Regions from separate parts of the Sus scrofa genome. Here region 1 is linked to region 2. Evidence: chromatin contacts called from public HiChIP or PLAC-seq data. All regions are on one chromosome and are shown on one strand. The core of a region is the stretch at or near the end of the contact, and the rest is flanking DNA. Distances in the headings are between cores, read along the strand shown. Region 1 has its middle 170 kb from the start of CD47. Region 2 overlaps IFT57 (intraflagellar transport protein 57 homolog).

Region 1 (4,150 bases), core at 1,629-4,128, 260 kb before region 2:
AGGCCTGCAGCTGCAGCTCCTCTTCGACCCCTAGCCTGGGAACTTCATATGCTGCAGGTGTGGCCCTAAAAAGAAAAGGCAAAAAAAAAAAAAAAAAGATTAAATAAACTGTTAGAGTCCAACAGCAAGCGAACTATAGGATTTCAGCTCAGATCTATCTGATTACAGCACCCAAGCCCTCCGAAAGCCTGGAGCCACTTGCTAACTCTATGACTAAGCCCTCCTAACCTTTCTGGGCCTCAGTTTCCTTCTGCCACAAATGGAGAGAATAAGGCTGTGCCAGAATCATTTGGGGGTCATGCTTTGCTTGATCCCTCTCCTCTGGCAAGCTGCCTCTTAGCCCTGATAATTGGGCATCGTCATCTAACCTCTTGATTCTGACTCTAAATGCTCAGACCAGTGGGCACTTGACTCAAGGGAGGGAAGTAGAGAGTGACAGGTCTCTGGGCCCCTCACTTTTGTCAGTCCTGAGACCTAATTTTTCTAGATTCCCGTGGGACTGTGCTACAACTTTACAATAACCACCCTACCCCTGTTCCTCCGTGTTTTCTTGGGCTGAACTGAGTTTCTGTTACCTGTGACCAACAGATCCCTGACTGGAACAAATACTTTCCTGGCGGAGTTACTGTGAGTTGTCTAGGAGATAAAGTAAATTACAAAGGGCAAGATTGATGAGACCAGAGCTATTTATCTTAGTGAGTAAAATAGCAATTTGGCCTTTATAATTGAGTCCTGAGATGTTCCGTTTATGGAATGCTTCATTATGTGGAAAGGAGGATTTGCACAAATTTCAGTTCTACTTCTCTTGCCAGGAGGAATCAAAGTGGCTGATAGTCATGTCAGAAGAAAGACACACAACCCCCGGGGTTCTCTGTATTCAGGACAGAATGGCTCCAGGCTGGTCATCTGGGAATCACTTTAAATTAGGTTTCCACTAGAGCCAGACTGTACCCTGTGGAATCTTCTAGAGGGATTTGTAAATTGCCTATCTGAATCGGTTGACTGTCTGGCTGGCCATGCACTGTTTCAACGTGTGTGAAAGTTCTGAGAAACATGTGTGCCTCAACCCCAAAGAGGGGTTTCACCAAGGAGTTGATCTCATCTGATTTGGGTCAGGAGCATCAACCGGTCTGGTGGTGTCACTCGCCAAGACCAAAGCAATCACATAGGCATCTAAACACAGCCCGGGAACGTGAACCTGCTTCTTTTAAAGTAAAAGACACTCCACACTGGATGTTTTAAATGTAGGTTATTTAGTATCACAAGTGCTTTGCCTTTGGACCTGTGGTGCAGTAGGTTTAAAGTGCTCATCAGAAACAGCACACCTTATACTGGCGTCTTATTTTCTACAGGGTTGCATATCACTTTATTCCTCATGGACCTCAGGCTGCCACGGCTTCCTTTGCTTCTTGATAATTTCAATACCTCTTGCGTTAAGTCGAAGCCAAATTCACCTGTTTCTCCTCCCCAACCCCCTCAACAGGCAACCCACATTCTCCTACTTTCTCTGGGGATCATATTGCTTAGCTCTCCCCTCTCTCGTTGAGGCAGCAGAGAAAGCAATTTTTTTTTTTTCCATTGAGCTTCCCTGTTGCTGTTTTTATTATTTAACTCAGACCATGTAAATCACCAGTCGGAGGGTGGCCTTTGGATGAATCTCGTTCCGAATCTCAATTGACTGGAGCAAAGACAGTGTGTTTTCGGGCTACTTTTAAGAATCTCACTTTTTTCAGCTTTTGCCCATTAGGATCAATTATGATCTTTAAAATAAAGTGCCTTTGGCTAGTATTGTGCAGGGTCCCCCTCTTTCTTCCGCAGCAGGTCAGCGCTTACTCTCTTAGGGAGAATTTTCAAAGAGGTTTATGAGAGAGGATCCGTGGTGGCCTTTAATCCATGTGATTCTTCAGAAGAGAATGCTGAAGCCTGCTTTGTGGTTATTGTCCTTTAATTACCAGTGGCATCAGAAAAAGAAACCACAGCGTAATCTCCTATTGGTGGGTTACACTGTAGGCAGCAGGCAGAAATCTTCACCAGGGTGGGTGGCAGAGGGGAGTGAGCCTGCCTTCTCTGTGTCCTCAAATCTTGATGGTAGAGTCTCCCCGGGCCACATATCCACCTACAACTCTACCAAGTCTCATAGCCTGGGACTTTATGAATTCAACAGTACATGTGCCCCAAGCCTGTGAGATCTAAATACATACAAATATAGAGTAAAAGTGAGCCTTGATTATTTACTCTATGCCAGGCACGAATCCTACCTCATCCTCTAATCAACCCTTTGAGGTAAGATTTACTGAGTGCCTGTGGCGGCTCAGCAATAATGATCCCGACTAGTATCCATGAAGACATGGGTCCGATCCCTGGCCTCGCTCAGTGGGTTAAGGATACGGCATTGCTGTGAGCTGCAGTGTAGGTCACAGACAAGGCTAGGATCCTGCATTGCTGTAGTGGTGGTGTAGGCCAGCAGCTGCAGATCTGATTCGATCCCTAGCCTGGGAACTTCCATGCTGTGGGTGCGGCCCTGAAAAAAAAAAAAAAAAAAAAAAGTTTGCTTAACTCTTGTTGCAGGAAAAATTGGGCTCGTGGTCATGTCCTAGGTCTCGAGTGAGGCCCTGGGATGGGTGCCAAGTGGAAGCATGTTTATTTAGAGAGATATACGCTCCATAGACGGTGGGTGGTCTATCTCAGAAGGTGAGGGAGGCAACCTCAGGGCAGGGGGTCCTCTGAGAAAGTGAGAGCACCCTGGGTTGTCTGGGTGCTTAGTTTATGTGGGCTGGATAATTTCATATGCTGATGAGTGAGAGGGAAGGTCTATCTTGGAGAAGAGTTGAGGATTTCCAGGAACTGGGGAACCACCCACTTTTTGGCCTTGTCCGGTTGACCTCACAACTGTCATGGTGCCTGTGGATGTGTCATATAACTGCCAATGTATTACAGTGAGTGTATAATGAGGCTCAAGCTCCACAGGGAGTCAAATCTTCCACCATCTTGAGTCTAGCACATTCTAACTGGTTTTCGTGGTGTCCTGTTCTTTTTAATGACTGTCATTCTTTTCACGCCTGTGCTTTGCCCCCTTCCTTCCTATTTCGTTCCTGATGCGGCAGGAATTATTCCAAGTGCTACCTATGTACTAACTCACTTATTTGATCCTCCTAATAGTCCTATGATGTGGGTACAGTTTTTGGACCCCATTTTGTAAATGAGGAAGCTAAGGTCCACAGAGAGGTTAGATAATTTGCCTAAGGTCATCCAGCTGGCAAGTGGTGAAGCTGGGATTCAAACCTAGCCGTCTGAATTTCAGATCCTGTGCAATCAATGACATCTGTCTCTGCAAAAGATACCTTATGGAGCAGTAAACATTCCCGGTCTCCTGTGACTGAGGAATAGTGGCTGCTAACATAGGGTTAGGACTCCCCTGCTCCCAGGTTCTGCTGGTCCTTGCTTTGGCTCCCTCACTGTTTTTGCCACAGGCAGCCTGTGCAAGAATGGTGGTGGCTCCCTGGTTGTCTCTGCTACTACTACCTGGAGATTTTCCTCCATCTCCGCTAATGTGATTTCTCATATTTCCCTTTGATACAGCTTTTGTCTGCTGATTTCTATGGAGATTGGCTCCCTCAATACTTTCTTCCATATAACTGCCTCTAATTGCCAAGAAATGCCTCTTCTGGGTTTGTTTACGTGGCACTGTGCCTCTGTCTGCTCAGACCATGGCCTCCATGCCCTGTCTGTGTTCCTCTGCTCTATTAGCATTCTCTGCTGCATGAAGGCTTTGGAAAGAGCCATATTTCTCTGCCTTTGCCAGGAAGAAACATTTTAATATTGGGACTTCAGCTAAAAATTGACTGCCCCACTGAGCACCCCTAGGATACAATGCAATCTCTCCTAGTCATATGTAGAAATTCAGGAATGTTCTGACTTCTTGTTGTTGTTTGTTTTTTGTTTGTTGTTGTTGTTTTGGTTGCATCCACAGAATGTAGAAGTTGCTGGGTCAGGGATCAAAGGATCAAATCTGCACTACAGCTGTAGCCAGAACCACTGAAGTGACAACCCAGATCCTTAACCTGCTGAGCCACAAGGCAATTCCATGTTCTGATCTGTTTCAAGCATTTCATATCTGGTGTCAAAGAGGTTACTAAAAAGATAGGAATCC
Region 2 (4,042 bases), core at 886-3,385:
ATACAAACCTGTGACAAAGGACTCATATCAAGTATATAAAGAACTTCTATAAATCAAAAGAAAAAGCCGACAACCCAATAGCAAAAGACAAAAGAGAAGATCCAAATGCCAAATAAACACATGAAAAGGAGCACAACTTCATCAGGGAAAATGCAAATTAGAATGACAATGAGACATCACAACAAACCTGCATGACTAAAACTCTTTGTGGCTCAGCGGTAACAAACCCAACTAATACCCATGAGGACTCAGGTTCAATCCCTGGCCCCGCTCAGAAGGTTAAGGATCTGGCTTTGCCATGAGCTGTGGTGTAGGTTGAAGATATGGCTTGGATTCCACATTTCTGTGGCTCTGGCATAGGTCAGCAGCTGCAGCTCTGATTAGACCCCTAGCCTGGGAACTTCCATATGCTGCGGGTGCAGGCCTGAAAAAAAAAAAAAAAGGCTAAAACAAGGCTGAATGTTGAGGAGGCTGGGGAGCAACAGGAACTTTCATACACTCTTAGAAGGAGTACAAATTTATATAACTACTTTCAAAAACTAATTGGCAGGGTCTGCTAAAGTTAAACACATGCATATGCTATGACCCAGTAAGTCAACTCTTGGTAAATGGCAATAGAAATGTATACCTATGTTTACCAAAAGATATGTACAGGGATTTTCAAATCAGCATTATTTATGTTAGTCACAAACTATAAACAACTCACATAAGCCAGATGTGGGTTACTCTGGAAGGGTAGGGCCTTGGGTTAGGCAGCTCTACAATGAAGGAGCAGACCGCTGTAGGTTCTGTGGCTAGGTAGCAAGTCCTTGCTTGGAAGGGGATCTGGACAATTGATCTCTGTTTTAACTACAGGGAACCAGACTTAGTTATTAAAATGATAATTGTAGCTGTAGTGGTAGAGAGGTAGGGCCAAGTGTGTGCAGTTCCGAAGTGATCAGTCTCGAGATTTCAGTGTGAAACACTGATGTTCCTGTGACACACTTAGTACTCTATCCACAGTCAATGAGAAAATTCTCTGGAAATCTGATGGCAAGAGATCAGATTAAGTGAAAGAGGCAGAAAACACAGCTTGCTAGAAGGAGTTGCATATGTCTAAGTTCACTTAGCAAATATTTCTGGGACAGGTCAATAATTTATCATGCTTTCTGCAAGGATATGAGCAGAGTATTTGCTTTCTCCATGCAGAACACTCCCTTCTCTAATGACAGAACATTATTTGTATTCTTTCTCTTTGTTGCTTTGCATAAGCAGTTTTGCAATTCTCTTCTTCTGTCCTAATTAATTATTAGATTAATCTTCAGCTTCATCACTGCTCACATTTATGTATGTATTTGTGTGTGTGTGTGTGTGTGTGTGAGAGAGAGAGAGAGAGAGAGAGAGAGAGAGAGAGACAGACTGTCCATTAAATTAAATAACTTTTTCATGAGATTAAATTACTTTCTTAATGAAAAATGCCCATCAGGTTGCAGGATAATTGCAGAATGCAGCTTTCCTGAATTTTTAAATGTGCCATTTTTCTTTGATTGTCAGCAGCCTAAATCTTATGTGGTACACCTTTGTGGTGTGAACGCATGGTTTTTCTTTATAATTGTGCAAAGAATAAACACAGACTTACGAAGAATTTGGTACGTATGTGTGGTATACGCTGTCTGTGTGTATTTGCTGCAGGGGGTGTGGGAATCATACTGGAAATGAATCATACTGGAAATAAGTGTTTCCTCAGGAAAGTACCTGTTTTCTAGATATTCCTCTTGTAGAGAAAAATAAGACAGTGCATACAGAGGGCAAGCAAAGGCTATTACAGCAATCACTGGGATCCTCACACCTGCCTTTAGTTGAACTGAAACTGGAGATCCATAATCTCTCCATAAAATACCCCGTTAGTTAAATAATTACATTTCTAATGTGTGCTCATATTTAGATCTTTACTAACTACCATCTGTTACTAAGTGTTTTCATATGTTGACTCAGACTTATTTTTCATGCTAACTCTATTCACACCCCTTTTATATGGCCACACAAATCTTCTGAGTGGGGGTTCCCAGATTTAGGAAGGAGTTATAAGCCTTGAGAAGAGATTTGGCAAGGCAGTGAAAGAGGCCCTCCTGAGAATGCAGGAACAATCTTAGGCTGACTCAGAATGTCATTATTTCACAGGATGCTGAGTAACCGTGGTGGATAGCTGGAAAAGATGACCTTGCCAGTCTCTTTCAACTTCAAGAGTCTAGTAATTGAAACTCTGATCTCATATGGATACTTAAAAAACAAACAAAAACCAAAAAAATGGAGTTGTCTGCATATCTGAAGAACTAAGAAACATAAATTGCTACCTCGGCATAAAGAAACAATCACATATGATGGGACAAAGACTATGGGGGCAAAAACTTGTCCAAATATTAAGAAATCTGTAATAAAACACTCTGATAGTGAGAACTACTCTAATACTGTTGATTAGAAAAATGAATCAAGGCAATTAAAAAGTGCATTATGTAGGGAGGTCCATATGATAAATGGTTTCTGCTTCAACTCATATTTTATATTAAGTAATTAAAAAGGAAACATTAAATTATACTTTGCAATAATGAAATATTTAAGCAGTGTAGAAATTTCAATTATAACCAATGTGTATTAGCTCCATGCTCTCAATCACAAATGTCTATTTGAGGTATATCTGCTGTGAGGCATTAGTAACTTCCCTCTACAGCATTTACATAACATGGCAGTCTTTATTGGTTATTTCCTTAAAAACCTCCCACTGTTGAAGCTCTTTAGTTACAACCGATGGTAATCTCTACAGTAAAAACACTTGTTCTCCTATTTCAACTTGTGATAAATGAAACCTTTCGGGATCCAGTTGAAACATTTATCACATTCAGGGTAAACAGGAAGGAAGGCATCATCCACTAACTTTAAACACAGAATATCCTGAAAGTTCAACAAGACTGTGACAGAAGCAGCTAAAAGTCATTTCCAGTTGCTTAAGGATGGCTGGGTTTTTTTTCCATCTTTTTACAGTATTTTTGAATGTATAATTTAGGCATAGTATTCTTTTCCACAAACCTAATAACTGTCTATGAGCCTCAGGCTACAAAGGGAAAAAAAAATTGACCTTGAGAATACAATCTTAAGTCCACAAAATAACACTATTTTTAAAAAATAATACAGAAATCAAAAACAGTATTCTGTCTTGTGTAGTCTCCCTTAAAGAAAGCTTGCCTGTAAAAGTCCATCAGTGAATATTTCTGCTCATTCTCTGAGACGACATGGCAGTTGAGTAATCATGCAGGCTGCTCTAAAAATGTATGTGTGTCTAGTTAATTTAGGCAGTTTATTTTGATAGCATTCACCTCCTTTTGATTATAGCAGGTGTTTCAAGGATAAATTTGCTGAAAATTGTATTTTGTTTAAACAACAGCGGCATGTACATTTATGGCCTTACTATATTAAAAAGCATTTATTGTCTGGCAGCAATAGATACAATTATAAACATTTGTGACAGTAATTGGAGCTATTACTCCTGCATGGAGCTCATGGAGACCAACTTATTGCCACCTGTATTTATATTTGTTACTGATAATTGTAAAAGCTCATTTTTAAAATTTGGTGCCTTTTTTTTTTAATTTTGTAAATATTTTTCAACGAAAGGTCCATTTACCAGAAAATCTATAAGGATTATAAATTTAGTTTCTTCATTATTCAAATAACAGCCAGAATTCCATTTTATGACTAATATATTCATAAAATGTATTCCTGTGTGTTAAACCACAGAATATATTATTCCTTTTTGCTCATGGTTCCAAGAATCCTATCAATATAGCCTGTCCAGAACCAGAGTACACGTCTTAAGAAATGCTCTTTATTCTAAAACTGTAATAATTTATAAATCCCTACAGGTCAGAAATATTTAGAAAGCTAAATTTTATTAACATTCTTCTTACACTGCATCCAAACACAGTGATGGCAGAAGATCAAAGCAAGATACTTTCACCACTGCTTTTGAATGAAAAAAAAAAAAAATTCTCTATTGCTTCCAGATACA

What was found. HiChIP or PLAC-seq counts read pairs in DNA pulled down with a chosen protein or histone mark.
Region 1: a contact with region 2 is called in an H3K27ac HiChIP or PLAC-seq map of alveolar macrophages. The contact joins two enhancer-like sites. A contact is called at or near these places in 2 of 47 Hi-C or Micro-C datasets (embryonic fibroblasts and skeletal muscle) and 1 of 2 datasets of contacts at active chromatin or transcription factors (alveolar macrophages).

What each region holds. Positions count from the first base shown.
Region 1 is chr13:151,594,384-151,598,533 of Sscrofa11.1, reverse strand. No RefSeq gene overlaps it. Among named protein-coding and RNA genes, the nearest start is that of CD47, 170 kb to the right of the region's middle. Within about 2 kb of position 2,878, at least 2 of the 83 cell types and tissues checked have an H3K27ac peak or open chromatin away from gene starts, as enhancers often do. A contact at or near this core is called in alveolar macrophages, where this site is marked.
Region 2 is chr13:151,337,659-151,341,700 of Sscrofa11.1, reverse strand. All of the region lies in intron 6 of IFT57 (intraflagellar transport protein 57 homolog), which reads right to left. Among named protein-coding and RNA genes, the nearest start is that of IFT57, 41 kb to the right of the region's middle. Within about 2 kb of position 2,135, at least 3 of the 83 cell types and tissues checked have an H3K27ac peak or open chromatin away from gene starts, as enhancers often do. A contact at or near this core is called in alveolar macrophages, where this site is marked.